Regions from separate parts of the Zea mays genome. Here all the other regions are linked to region 3. Evidence: chromatin contacts called from public Hi-C data. All regions are on one chromosome and are shown on one strand. Each heading gives the region's core, a stretch centred on a gene start, on an enhancer-like site or on the middle of the called end of the contact. The rest is flanking DNA. Distances are from core to core; before and after follow the strand shown. Region 1 holds the start of LOC100272379. Region 2 holds the start of LOC103650768 (hexokinase-3). Region 3 holds the start of LOC100285031 (lichenase-2).

Region 1 (4,253 bases), core at 1,508-4,007, 130 kb before region 3:
TTGATATTCGTTCGCTAGTGTTAATACTCGGCTGGTGTCGTCTCCCGGAGATTTCCCCTTTTGTAGTATGTAAACCGATCCATTTCATAGTTTATCCGCGTTGGGGTTTTCAAAGATGTTTACTAACATTGCAAGCGACCTCGTTCAATTCGCCATTTTTCCTGTAGCATCTTTCAGTGACCTAGTCTGCTCATGGGATTTGAAGAGCCAATGAGGTCGGCGATGCCAAACTCATGTCTCTTAAGTTTGAGAGAGATAACTGAATTTTTGCCATGGCTATGACAGCTTTGCAAATTTTCAAGTTGTTTCATTCGGTCTATCTCACCATGCCCACACTCCAGCCTGGCCCGGCGAGCGAGCACGTTACACACTAGTCTCCTTCTCCTAACTTGGTAGCAGATATATTTTGAGTCCACCTTTAAAGTTGGCCAAAGTCTCCCTTAACTAGCAATGTGGGATTAACCCTGTAAGGGCATGTACAATCCCATTTAATATGAGGTCTCTTGAGGGCTCTCTAGAGGGTTAAATGAAAAAAATACAAGAGACGGACTCTTCGCGAAGAGCTCGTCTCTACATGACTCTCCATACACATGGTCTCTTAAGTGTATTTATGATCCAAAGGCTTGGGATTGTATCATGATGTCTCTTGTATCTAGAAAATCGATCTAGCATCTCTAGGTTGTACAAGCATATTCAATAAGGTGCCTCAAAATAGTGCCTCAAAAGTTGAATAAACTACATCATTTAAAGTGTTTAGGACACTAAAAATAAATTCAGCTTCAATGTATTTAAGGAAATAAAATACATTATTAGGAAAGAAAATGTTGAGCATGATGTTGAAAACAAGGATAAGGCACTAATATGGGGTGTAGGATATTTGGATCACTTCATGTGATGTGCCCTATATATTTTTTTAATAAATATTTATGAAATAGGACATTGTTAGAGCTGTTTTTTTATGAGTTTAGCCTTATGTTTTAAGATATAACATTTAATACGGACCATAAAATATTAATTGTATTAAATGAGATGGTCATGTCGTCTTTCCTACCGCAAGACCGGCTCCATGGCCTCGGATGAGGGGATACGATGATGCAGCCGTGACGAACGGAAGAAGAATGATGCAAACAGAGACAGAAATAAATCCACTACTAGCTAGTAGATGCTACTAGTAGTGGTGGAATATAATACATACAAAGCATGGGGGTCCAATCCGTTAGCACCCCGGCCCGCACCAAGAATTCCACGTACGTATGCGTCATTCGTCAACACAAGCTGCGCTACATCTCCCTGCCCGTAGGCGTACGCAAGGGCTGGCTGGCCGGGATTAATAAATACGATAGCGCGCCCATGTGGATATACATAGATCATATAGAGAGAGAAGAAGAAGAAGAACACAAGATGCATGGCCGGCTGCTAGCGGGATCCTGCGCTGTCCCTAGCTTGAAGAAGATCGAAGAACTCGCTGCTGTACCGCATGCAGGTAGAGCGAAGAATTTCCATGCAGGTAGTAGGGATAGAATTTGATGGGCTGGCAACCCTAGTAGCAAATAAAAACAGGCCGGGACAGGCAGATCAGGGGCACACGTACGCGCGCATGCATGCGATAGCGATGCAATGGAATGCAACGTACCCTGACTACTACCTAGCTAAAGAAAAGAAAAGAACACAAAGTACACACGAGGAAAAACGAGGCCGGCCGGCGAACGGGCGGGCGGGCTTCCACTTCCACAATGCAACCCCGCAGTTCCCGCCCGGACGACGAGGGAACTTTGTTGTTGGATCGCGTCGTGATCGGAGAATGATGCCATCGGTCTCCCGTGGAAAATGGCGAGGAGATCGACGACGTGTTCCGCCGGCTGCTGCGCCGGAGACGGAGACTGATGTGTAGACGCCATGCGACCCGTGCAACTTAACCGGCTGAGACCCCCGCCGGCCGTACATCGTACCGTACGTACCCTAGCTAGGTCGTTTTATCGACGTGACAAGGAAGAACGAACTCCCATATATACATGCAGGGGATATATATATATATATATATATATAGAACACATATATGCTTGTATCTATACACAGTAGAAGAATAATGTTGTTGTATATTTAATAGTTAATCCACGATCTTAAGAGTATGATATCCCTGTATGTGGTTTTCTATATAATACAAATGCCGGTATTTTAGAAAATCATGGCAATCAGCTGGTACGTGTACGTACACGCACGCCGGAAATTTAAAAAAAAAAACAGAGAGAGAGCCTGCGCAGCTGCCACGCGCGGGCTTCTTCCACGTCCGTCCCGCGGACTTCTTAGCTTGCTTGCGTCGTCGTCGTCGATCGGGATCAGACGTCGAGGTCGAGCACCGTAGACCGCCATTATTGTCTCCGTGGAAAACGTACGTAGGACGACGACGTACGACGTGTGTGCCAGGCTCTGCGGCGCCGGAGGGGTGACACGACCCCATGCATGCAACTTGATCCAGATGGCCGCCTTATAGCTGTGGCGATCGAGTGTGGCTAGTGCTAGTAGTCAACCCGGCTGGCCGCCCGCCCGCCGAACGGTGCAACACACACCACGTCCACATGCATGAATATAATGCGTCTTTTTTGGAGTCTCTCTGGACGCGGGAAACGTACCAGGCTGGCAACTCTGGGAGGCCGAGGCGAGGCGAGGCTCATCAGACCTCGGATGGGACGTGCGTGTATGCGTCTTGTGTGTATATAAAGGGGAGGGGGTGTTCGTTGTATCCAAGAGAGCAAACTAGTGAGTGAGAGAGAGACAGAGAGATCATCGATCGATCGACGACCATGGCGAGGCAACGACAAGTTGCTTCCATGCTTGCAGCTGCTCTGCTCGTTGCAACGACGTTTGCGTCCATTCCTACAAGTACTGATCGCGTATTATCCGTCACCGTCGTGGTCGTTAATTCGTTGATTGTTATTACCTCGCTCGCTCTATATATATGTCGTTGCTGTTCTATTCGTTGTTTTATTTGCATGTGTGCATGCAAGCGTGTTGTTTTATTTGCATATATTAATAGGAATTTAAATTGTGCTTATTAGCTCTAAACTTACGTTCATACCGACCTAACCAATCATATATGTCTTTATGTTTTATACTTTATACTTAATAAATAAAAATCATAGCAACATATCTAGCTAGTGTATATATGTACTTCTTGAATTGAATGAATAGTATAGATTATTATATTACATCTATCATGTGTATATATTTTTTGTGCAATTTACAGCCTTTTGTAATATGCGGACCTATAGAATAAACTACTATTGTTGCATGATTCCAATCCTAATAAAAGAGTAGTGTTAGTAGCAATCAGTGTCAAGCAGTAGATTTATTAGTATACATATATATATATATATATATATATATAACTTCATGCGTGTACGCTAGAGGATATCGAGGAATCGTTCGGTCTTTCATCATCCATCCAACTCTCTGCTGCATAAATCACGAATATATGCCTAATAATTTTGTTTCGACACGTACGTATTCTCACCTTCTCTCCTTCCGTACGTTGATCGCCAGATAAACAACTAATTAATCAAGCACTCCAAAGATGATTTGCAGCTAGCGTGCATCCGAATATATGCAAATATTTTGCCAACATGTGCTAGCTAGTATATATGCTACAACACCTCACACGACGACGACGACGACGTTTCATTGCGTGCAGCCGTGCACTCCATCGGCGTCTGCTACGGCACGCTGGGCAACAACCTGCCGTCCAGCAGCGACGTGGTGCAGCTCTACAGGTCCAAGGGCATCAAAGGCATGCGCATCTACTCCCCCGACGCCAAAGCCCTCGCCGCCCTGCGCAACTCCGGCATCGCGCTCATCCTCGACACCGGCAACGGCGGCGGCGTCCTGGGCCAGCTCGCCAGGAGCGCCTCGTTCGCGGACTCGTGGGTGCAGAGCAACGTGCGGCCCTACTACCCCGCCGTCGGCATCAAGTACGTCGCGGTGGGCAACGAGGTGCAGGGCGACGACACGCGCAGCCTCCTCCCGGCGATGCGCAACCTGGACGCCGCCCTGGCGCGCGCCGGCTTCCCGGGCATCAAGTGCTCCACGTCGGTGCGCTTCGACGTGGTCGCCAACTCGTTCCCGCCCTCCAGCGGCTCCTTCGCGCAGGGCTACATGGCGGACGTCGCGCGCTACCTGGCCGGCACCGGCGCGCCGCTGCTCGCCAACGTGTACCCTTACTTCGCGTACCGGGACAACCCGCGCGACATCAGCCTGGG
Region 2 (4,296 bases), core at 935-3,434, 210 kb after region 3:
CTGGAAACGGCAAGGATAACCTACACAATGCATGCAGGCAGCTCAGAGAAATATACTCCTTGCTAATATCTGCTGTAGTTTTCGTTATCCGCTAAGCACGCTCGTGTCGCCGCAATGAGCAGGCGGTCGTGCGTGCATGTGTACTGTACAGTCAGTCCAGTGTCCAGTCCTCATCCCGTGCTGCTGGTGGTACTTGTGGCCGGACAGCCAGCCAGCGAGCGATCGCGAAGCGGTGACCCTCTCGAGGCCGAGGAGGGCGGCGCGAGGAAGAAAACAAAACACGGGGCTCCCACGTTTTTTTCCCCCAAAATGCCCGCCCAAAGGCGTGCGTGCGTGCACGGCCCGTTGTGGCGTCCGTTTTTTGAACCGCAAGCCACGCTTTTGATTAACGGAATCGCCGTGGCACGGGCGCACGTTCCGCGTCCGTATAGATAGCGGCGTTCTCGCTGTTACTATTATATTGTTGTCGCTCTGGGCAGGCCATGTGTCTGCTGCGACGCCGGACGGACAGCGCGCGCCTGCGCCTGCGTGCCTAGGTAGACTGCAGACGAAGCAAAGGGCGGGCGGGCGGGCGGCCGGCCCTGGCAGCCCGCCGGCCGCACAAGCGCAGCGCAGGTGCTCGTCACGCGACAGTGCCGGGCGCAATTAATAGCCCGCGAACGCAAACGTGGCCCCCCCTGGTGGTGGGTGGTTCGTGGGTGGGATCCCACCATCCATCCGCGGCGGCAGCGCTTTCCGTGGATCCGGTCCACGGCTCCGCGTCCGCGGCTGCGCCCGCCGTCGGCCTCCCGCGTCCGTTCGCCTTGGCCTCGGGTTTTGGTTCCGAGGTGAGATACAAACGCTGCAGCAAGAAAAAAAAGAGTAGGCCCAAATCCAATGAAGCACGAAGCTTAACAGGGGGCATTCCAGGATTAGTAGTACTACGGGACGGGGCCGACGGCAGACGACAGCAGGCCCGGCCAGAGCACAAGACACGCGCGCGCTGGCCTGCTCTCTCCGATTCATTTCCACCATCTACTCCCCCGTACGACCCGGCGGGAGGCGAGCTGCAGCTGCCGCCTGCTACGCTAGCCTGGTCTGGTCTGGTCTGCTGGTCCCTCCCTCCTCCCTCCCGGTCAAAGCGGCCGCCGCTGACCGCCCGGGTCGTCAGTGCCAACCGAACCCGAACCGCCCAGACCCGAACCCGGTACTGGGCGGAGTGGCCGGGTCGCTATCGCCGGATGGATCGACATCGACCGGGGTGGCCCCCCGACCGAGGTCAAACAAACAAAGGCGCCCATATCGCCGCGCACGCAGGCCGCGTCTTTTGCCCCGTGGCGCTGCCGCCACCGCCCTGCCTTGCCTGCGCCCGCCCGCCCGCAACGGCCGAAAAGCCCCGCCGCCCCCCGCAATTCTTTCTCGCGTAAATTATGCAAGCAAAGCGGCCGGAGCGCATACGAGGACGGGATGGATCACCCCTACTGGTCGCTAGCCTCCTCGCCTTTTTGACGGCCTGGCCTGGCCGCGCCTCCTATGCAACTTCCCGTCGCCAATGCCTTCGCTCGCTGATTGGCTGCGCCGCCGGCCGCCGCCGCCGATTTGGTTAAGTTGACCCACCCGGAGACGCTTCTGCTGCCAGGTCGCCGCCATTGCTTGCTGACACCCGCATCACTTGCGATGCGATCGCCGTCGACATTGACGTAGGTAGTACGCGAGAGAGAGAGAGGCCTCAAGAGAACACGTCAACGTTAACCTAATGAAAAGAAAAGAGCACGTGGAGTACAGTAGGCTAGGCTACGCCATCAGCTTTTTTTTTCTAAAAGTCGTGGCGTTTGTTGCCAACGCCACGTACTGGAACAAAATCCACAAGCATGGACGGCCGTCGATCGCATCATCCATCGAGCGTGACAAAACCAAACGCATAATACAACCATATACTACTGCTGATCTGTAGTAGTATATATATACAACAACAACACATGAGCACTGCGTCTGGCCTCTGGCGTTGTCTTGAGCAAAACAAAGCGGGGAGGGAAGTACACTCCAGGTCTCCAGCAGGTCAAAGCCGGGCACGGGAAAAAAAAGAAGCATTCCACAAACGTACGAAAAAAATGGAAATGCAGACAGACAGGTGGTGGCTGGCGCTGCCTGTGCCTAGGCTATATAGCCTAGCCTGGAGCAGGGGCCAAATCGCAAAACTTCCGGCGCGTAATAAAACGGGCAAGGCCAGCGCCAGGCCACGCTCTTCCCTTTCGCTTGCCCCTGCCCCTCTCCCCTATTTCTCTATTTCTTTCCCCCTCTCGCCTCGCCGCGCCTCCCCTTCTCTCTCTCTCCCCCCTTTCCCCCACTACTAGCCGCCCCTCCCTCCTCCTCCCTTCAACACCCCCGCTCGGCGCCGCTTCGCGCCGGTCTCATTCGCCCGCCATTCCGCCGCGCGCCGCCGCCAGGGCGCCGCGTCCCGGGCACGCGCGCGTGCGGTGCGGGCGCTGGCGCGGGCGCCAGGAGAGAGAGGGAGGGAGGTAGCGACCGCCCCTGCCCCCGGCCCCCCGGGGATGCTGCCGTGATCGCCGCCGTGCGCCTGGAGCCGGGGGGATGGGGCGGGTCGGGCTCGGCGTGGCGGCGGGCTGCGCGGCCGCCACGTGCGCGATCGCCGCCGCGCTGGTGGCGCGCCGGGCGGCGGCGCGGTCGCGGTGGCGCCGCGCCGTCGCGCTGCTCAGGGAGTTCGAGGACGGCTGCGCCACGCCGCCGCCGCGCCTGCGCCAGGTCGTCGACGCCATGGTCGTCGAGATGCACGCCGGCCTCGCGTCCGACGGCGGCAGCAAGCTCAAGATGCTGCTCACCTTCGTCGACGCGCTCCCCGCCGGGTACGTACGGCACAGCGCCTCCCGCTCCCCCCCCACCCCACCTCACTGCCTGCAGGCCCTTGTCCTCCGCCGTGCGCGGCCTCGCGATTCCATATGATTTGAAGCGCCCCCCAGCTCCTCCCTTTCCCCCCTCCTCCTGATTCTTGATTAGAACGGGCACAAAAAAGCCTGTCCTCTTTTTTTTAACACCCCGTCGTAACTGACTGACATGCTGGTAGTTGGATCATACCCTTGCATCTTGCCGTCTTGGTCGCCTCCGATTTTACCCCGCTGTGCGTACATAAATGTGATTTCTTTTTTCTTGGTTCCTTCTGCTGCTTCCTTTGCCTTCCCAGCTGCTGTGGAGCGACGCGCATTTCTCGCCTTCCTTTGGGCGTCCGTGCGAAATGTACGGATTCGATTTTTTTTCGCCGCTTAAGGTTTCTGATTGGTTTGTTTTGGTTTAAAAACTTATCTACCGCCCAATGCTGCTTGCATTGAGGGTCGTACTAGTCGTGTCGAATCTGTCGATGCTAAGTTGAGGATCCTTTCACACTCATCTCCCTGCTCCGCAATGGTGAACAAATCTGGGTCCCTGCCTTTCTGATGTGTTCATCCCACAGTGAGCGAATTTGGGCCGTTACTTTTGCTGATATATTATGTTCCTGTATAAAGTCGCCATCTTTATTCGATTCCGAATAATGCCGCGCACACCTCGGTAGATTTTCCTCGTGGAATTCCCGCAAACACGACGTCACAAAAGTCGCTATTGCCATCCATCTTTGTTGGAACGGGACAGAAACCATGTTCTTCTCCGCCGGAGTTGTGGCCTTCGCGTCTAGTCTAATCGGCCCTCTCTCTGGTGGGTTTGAACAGTTCAGATGCGTGATGCCGCCCGCACTTGCAGCGCCACAACCTCGGCGGATGGCAGCCACCTGGGGCAAGCGCTGTTGGGTTGACGCTTGCATTCATGGAGAGGTTTGGTGGCCGGAAGCCGCCATAAAAGGGGGCGCGGAGCTCGGCCTCTTGGGACATGGATCTACCTATACGCTTTTATGCCCCCGGCGTTGGGGTTCACAGGCGCCAGGTTGTATTCCACCATGGCATTGTTGGCCTGGGGCGTTCTCTGTCAGACTGGAATCATTGCTCGGGGAGGCACCTTTTGGAGTGCAAGAATATCTGGTGACGATGATGTCGAGCCGTAACCCGTAATGCAGAAACGTTTGTGTCCCACTGCATCGGGATGCTCTACTGTTGCTTGTTCAAGGCTGGTTGCTTGTGCTGTTCACAGTCCAGCTAATACCGTGCTAAACAATCGGAATTTGAAGGCCAAATGAAACCTCAAGCCCACACAGTTTTGTTACCATATGTCTATGTCCATTGTTTGGTTTTGGGTAGCCGCTCTTGCAACAGCTTAGCATGATAGTAGAACAACCTGCGTGACAGATGGGATACACATTGATTTGGTTGGCCT
Region 3 (4,114 bases), core at 677-3,176:
AGAGAGCACCGTTAGGTGGTTCATTCCATTGTTTGGCGCTTAGATCAGCGCTAGCAATAAGAATAAAAGCAACGTCTCTAAGAAAACCAAGACATTTTATAATTTATCACTTGTCGTCGTGACGTCGTTGTCGTGGCGGCAACTTTTCTTTGCTGAGAACCAAATAAAACTCGACAAAGTTTTTGCGAAGTGCCTGACAAAAAGTACTCTATAAAGAAACTGTTGTTGATGTATAGTTCATCATGACTTCTTTGCCGAGAGTCACACTCGATAAAGGGTTCGCAGAGTGTTTTCCAGACTTTGTTTAGTGTCTGAAGCACTCGGCAAGCAATTGTGTCCGCTAGTCTATTGTTGTGGCCTAAATATCAAGTTTCAGCTTTACGCGTGCATGTAGGTACTCCTACCTAGTAGTAAGAGTTAGAAAAGCCAGAGCCAACAATCTAGCTATATCCACTCACTTATGGCACATGATAGCGAGTAACGAGAACAGCAGGTAGTAGTTAAAAGGTGAAACGTAACAAACTAACAAGCAAGGAGAAAGAGATGAGCGAGGAAAAGAAGACCCCCTCTCTCTATTATGTCAACAGGGACAGATTACCAAGCAAACATCACGTTACAGGATGATTACGATGAATATAATGGATTGATCTCATCTCGTATCTGAAAGTGGGCCTAAATTAATTAAAGCGAATTCCCGCCAGCAAGTTAGGCTTTGTTTGCTCTTGATTAAACAGCAAATCATCGGTAATACGGTTAGTAAAGCCGGGATGGAGACAGGTACCAGCAGTACCACTTTAGAAAGAAACACACAGTTTTGGAAACCTTGTAGGTTGTTGAATAATGCACATCAGTCCATCATTAATTTATATAACGTACCATGCATGGATGATATATATCAACGGAAGAAAAAAGAAGAGCAAAAGAAGTTCCATGCTATCTCTACTATATTTAAAGTATAATTTTTTTTGTTTGCACGGTTCTACGATCATAGTCGTTGTGCGTCACTCTTCCCATTTTATAAAAAAATAAGGTAAAATTATATATACGTAGAGATTTAAACATTAGTTTTTGAATCTACATCCACACTCACATAACAAACTAAACATACATTTTTTGTGTATTATTAAAATAAAATCAACACATATAATATATAGAAGTCGTAACAACATACGAGCATTCTAACTAGTTGCTATTAGAGGTACCATAATTTCTTTTTTTTCTTAAAAACAAAATGGTACACGCATAGGGACATGGTGTCCATGCATGCATGTGGTGCACCTAATATGTCTTCACCGGTGGTTAGCCAGGGGCCGGCGAGTGGCAAAAGGGCATGCAGTACGACGTAGAGATGTGGGTTCCAAATTAAGGGACCATTTGCATTTCCGGCACCAAATTTGCACATCGTCCGACGCATGGAAGCTAGGGAGTACAAGAGCATGCAGAGTGGTTTCTGGAGTCTGTTTGACATGCAGGGTAGGGAGTTTGTTTTTGAAGTTTTAAACCATCCGTATACGTACGTACGTGCTTCTGGCTCTAACCGTGATGCAGCTCCCATCCAAGATTTATAGTGTATATATATATTAGAGTATAAGAACTTCAAATTTCACAAGAAGTAATGCTCCGGTCAAGCAAGCTGCACTGCATAGTGGAGCAAGTACAAGAGGCGACCTGAACTGAAACAGATCGCGCGGCAGGGAGTCGCTGTCCCTTTGCCAATGTGGTGCCTTGGAAGTTTGACCTGAGAACAACCGGGCAAGCTAGTGCAAGTGCGAGGCCTCCTACCGGACCAGAACTCAAGATCAGTGCGTCGTCGTCCTTAACCGAAGTTGGGCAGACGCTGACCAGCGGCGCATAATAAAACATCTGTTGGAGGTTGGGCCCAGCTGCAGCTTATATATATAATACACAAGGGGATTGGAGTCCTGCAGGAGCAGTGAGAACTGCATGCAAGAGGCACAAAGCAGCAGCTAGCAGTTCATTCAGGTTAGTCATCAGAGGTGACATCGCTCTGGAACTGGAAGACAAGCAGCAGGAAGACAGAGAGATCAATGGCAGCGCAAGGTGCTGGAGCATCAGCTTCTCCCCTGTCCGGCTTCCACGTGGCGCTGCTCCTCCTCCTCACTATCTTGGCTTCCATCCTTGCAAGTAATCTCTCTCTCTGTCTCTCTCTCTCTCTTGCCTTCTGTGTGTGCATAGATGAGCTTGCAGCGGCATGGTTAATCAATCCCAGCTGAACTTTTACATGCTTCTCGTTCTCTGAATGAGTGTCGTGTCGCTCGGAGAAGTAAAGGAACTGTTGAAAGTTTGGTCAGTGCAAGTGCAACCAACGGCCGCTTCTCTTTAATTAATTCCCTTGCTCAGGTCAGGTCAGGTCAGGTCCATGCGTGTGTTCTTGTTCAATTAGCAGCTCAACATTCTGTTGGCGCCACAATCCAGTCAGTCAGAGGCTTTCATAAGTGACGCTGGTCAGTATACGGGCTTCTGTGGGTACATGACTACTGACTACATACATGCTTGATACTGCATGCCTGTTCATCGTCTTCCATGTATGTATGCACCTGCACTGCACGGCCATGGCAGTTGCACTTACTCTTCATCTGCATCCATTCATGTTACCACTGCATCTCATCTCTCGTCTGCACTCAACCACTCACTCACCCACTGATAATCCATGTTGCTTGCAAACCATCCAATCCAAGCCAAGCTAGTGCTACCTCTGCATGCTAGAGCAGCTAGGAGACGACGTAGACACCTTTGGTTCCCTCCTCAAGTCGCTTTGCTCCGTTTCCAAGAAGACTAACTAACCAACGGTCCTGCTGCAGACGTTGCAACAGAAGCTTTGTAGTAGTTAGTAACGGCGCTGCTGATGCTGATTACTGGTAGTGGTAGCGACATACTAACGGTCGGTTTAACCGTCAAGAGCTACCTTCTCCACTGAACGGCACGGCACGGCATGTCATGTACTACTAGTTGACTGTTGACCTAGCTAGCTACTCTGAACCAGGAAAGAATGTAATTCAGCCGATCTATATGTTAGAAGCATGCGTGCATGTACCATCGAAGAGCACTACAGAAAGAGGCCTGACGGAGTGCGAGTTCGGAACCTGCCGGAAATCTTCAGTTACATGTCCTTTTCTTCATCCTCCATCACAGTTCATTCGCAAAAGAAAAGGAAAGGAAAAGGAAAGGAAAGAAAAGAAAAGAAAAGGAAAAGGTCAGAAAAGATGTCTGAACCACCGACTCCCACACTCCGTACCAGCTGATTGACTCTGCGAGAGTGAGCAGAGCACCAGAGGTTTGATGTAGATGCATCTGGCATATTCATCCATACGTTACCAAGGATCAGAATGAACTAGCTGTACATGTTCTTGGCATCAAGAAATTAAAGTTCAGGACGATACATGCTAATTCCTTCCACGCATAACTTACTCAAGTACAACATGGACTCTCCTTGATGGATTGGATGTGCTGTGTTTCCCTTCCATCTCTAGCAGTTCACTCATCGATCCTTCCACGCATAATTAAGCAGCACACAAAATCCTAGTCTTTGATTGCTACTTACAGTATAACCGATACACGGCTTTTGCCTGTATGTGCTCCGCTCACTCGGTCGCTCCATCCATGGGGACGGACGTCCAAACCCAACGCAGGGGCGGCGTCGGTGGGCGTGTGCTACGGCACGAGCGGCGACAACCTGCCGCCGGCGAGCGCGGTGGTGGGCATGCTGCGCGACAACGGCTTCACGGTGGTGCGGCTCTACTGGCCCGACGGCGACGCGCTGGCGGCGCTGGGCGGGAGCGGGATCCGGGTGGTGGTGGGCGCGCCCAACGAGGCCCTGCCGGCGCTGGCGTCCGGCGCGGCCGCGGCCGCGGCGTGGGTCCGCGACAACGTGCAGGCGCACCCGGCGGTGGCGTTCCGCTACGTGGTGGTGGGCAACGAGGTCCCCCTGGAGCAGGCGCCGCTGCTCGTGCCGGCCATGGAGAACGTGCACGCGGCGCTGGCGGCCGCCGGGCTGGGCCACGTGAAGGTCACCACGGCCGTCTCGCAGGGCGCCATCGCCGTGCACCTGCCTCCGTCGGCGGGCGAGTTCACGGAGGAGGCCCGCTCGTTCATG

What was found. A called contact is a pair of places that touch in the nucleus more often than the background predicts.
Region 1: a contact with region 3 is called in a Hi-C map of tassel, with 2.0 times the contacts expected there. The contact joins the promoter of LOC100272379 here to the promoter of LOC100285031 in region 3. A contact is called at or near these places in 2 of 25 Hi-C or Micro-C datasets (leaf and tassel).
Region 2: a Hi-C map of bundle sheath shows a contact between it and region 3, with 3 times the contacts expected there. The contact joins the promoter of LOC103650768 here to the promoter of LOC100285031 in region 3. A contact is called at or near these places in 5 of 25 Hi-C or Micro-C datasets (bundle sheath, ear, leaf and 1 more).

The regions. Positions count from the first base shown.
Region 1 is chr3:153,935,506-153,939,758 of Zm-B73-REFERENCE-NAM-5.0, forward strand. It overlaps LOC100272379, which reads left to right and starts at 2,758. Exons shown (of 2, transcript NM_001146860.2): 1 at 2,758-2,880; 2 at 3,689-4,253. The coding sequence starts at 2,802.
Region 2 is chr3:154,275,707-154,280,002 of Zm-B73-REFERENCE-NAM-5.0, forward strand. It overlaps LOC103650768 (hexokinase-3), which reads left to right and starts at 2,185. Exons shown (of 9, transcript XM_008676343.4): 1 at 2,185-2,843. The coding sequence starts at 2,572.
Region 3 is chr3:154,066,420-154,070,533 of Zm-B73-REFERENCE-NAM-5.0, forward strand. LOC100285031 (lichenase-2) reads left to right here and starts at 1,927. Exons shown (of 2, transcript NM_001157926.1): 1 at 1,927-2,145; 2 at 3,651-4,114. The coding sequence starts at 2,049.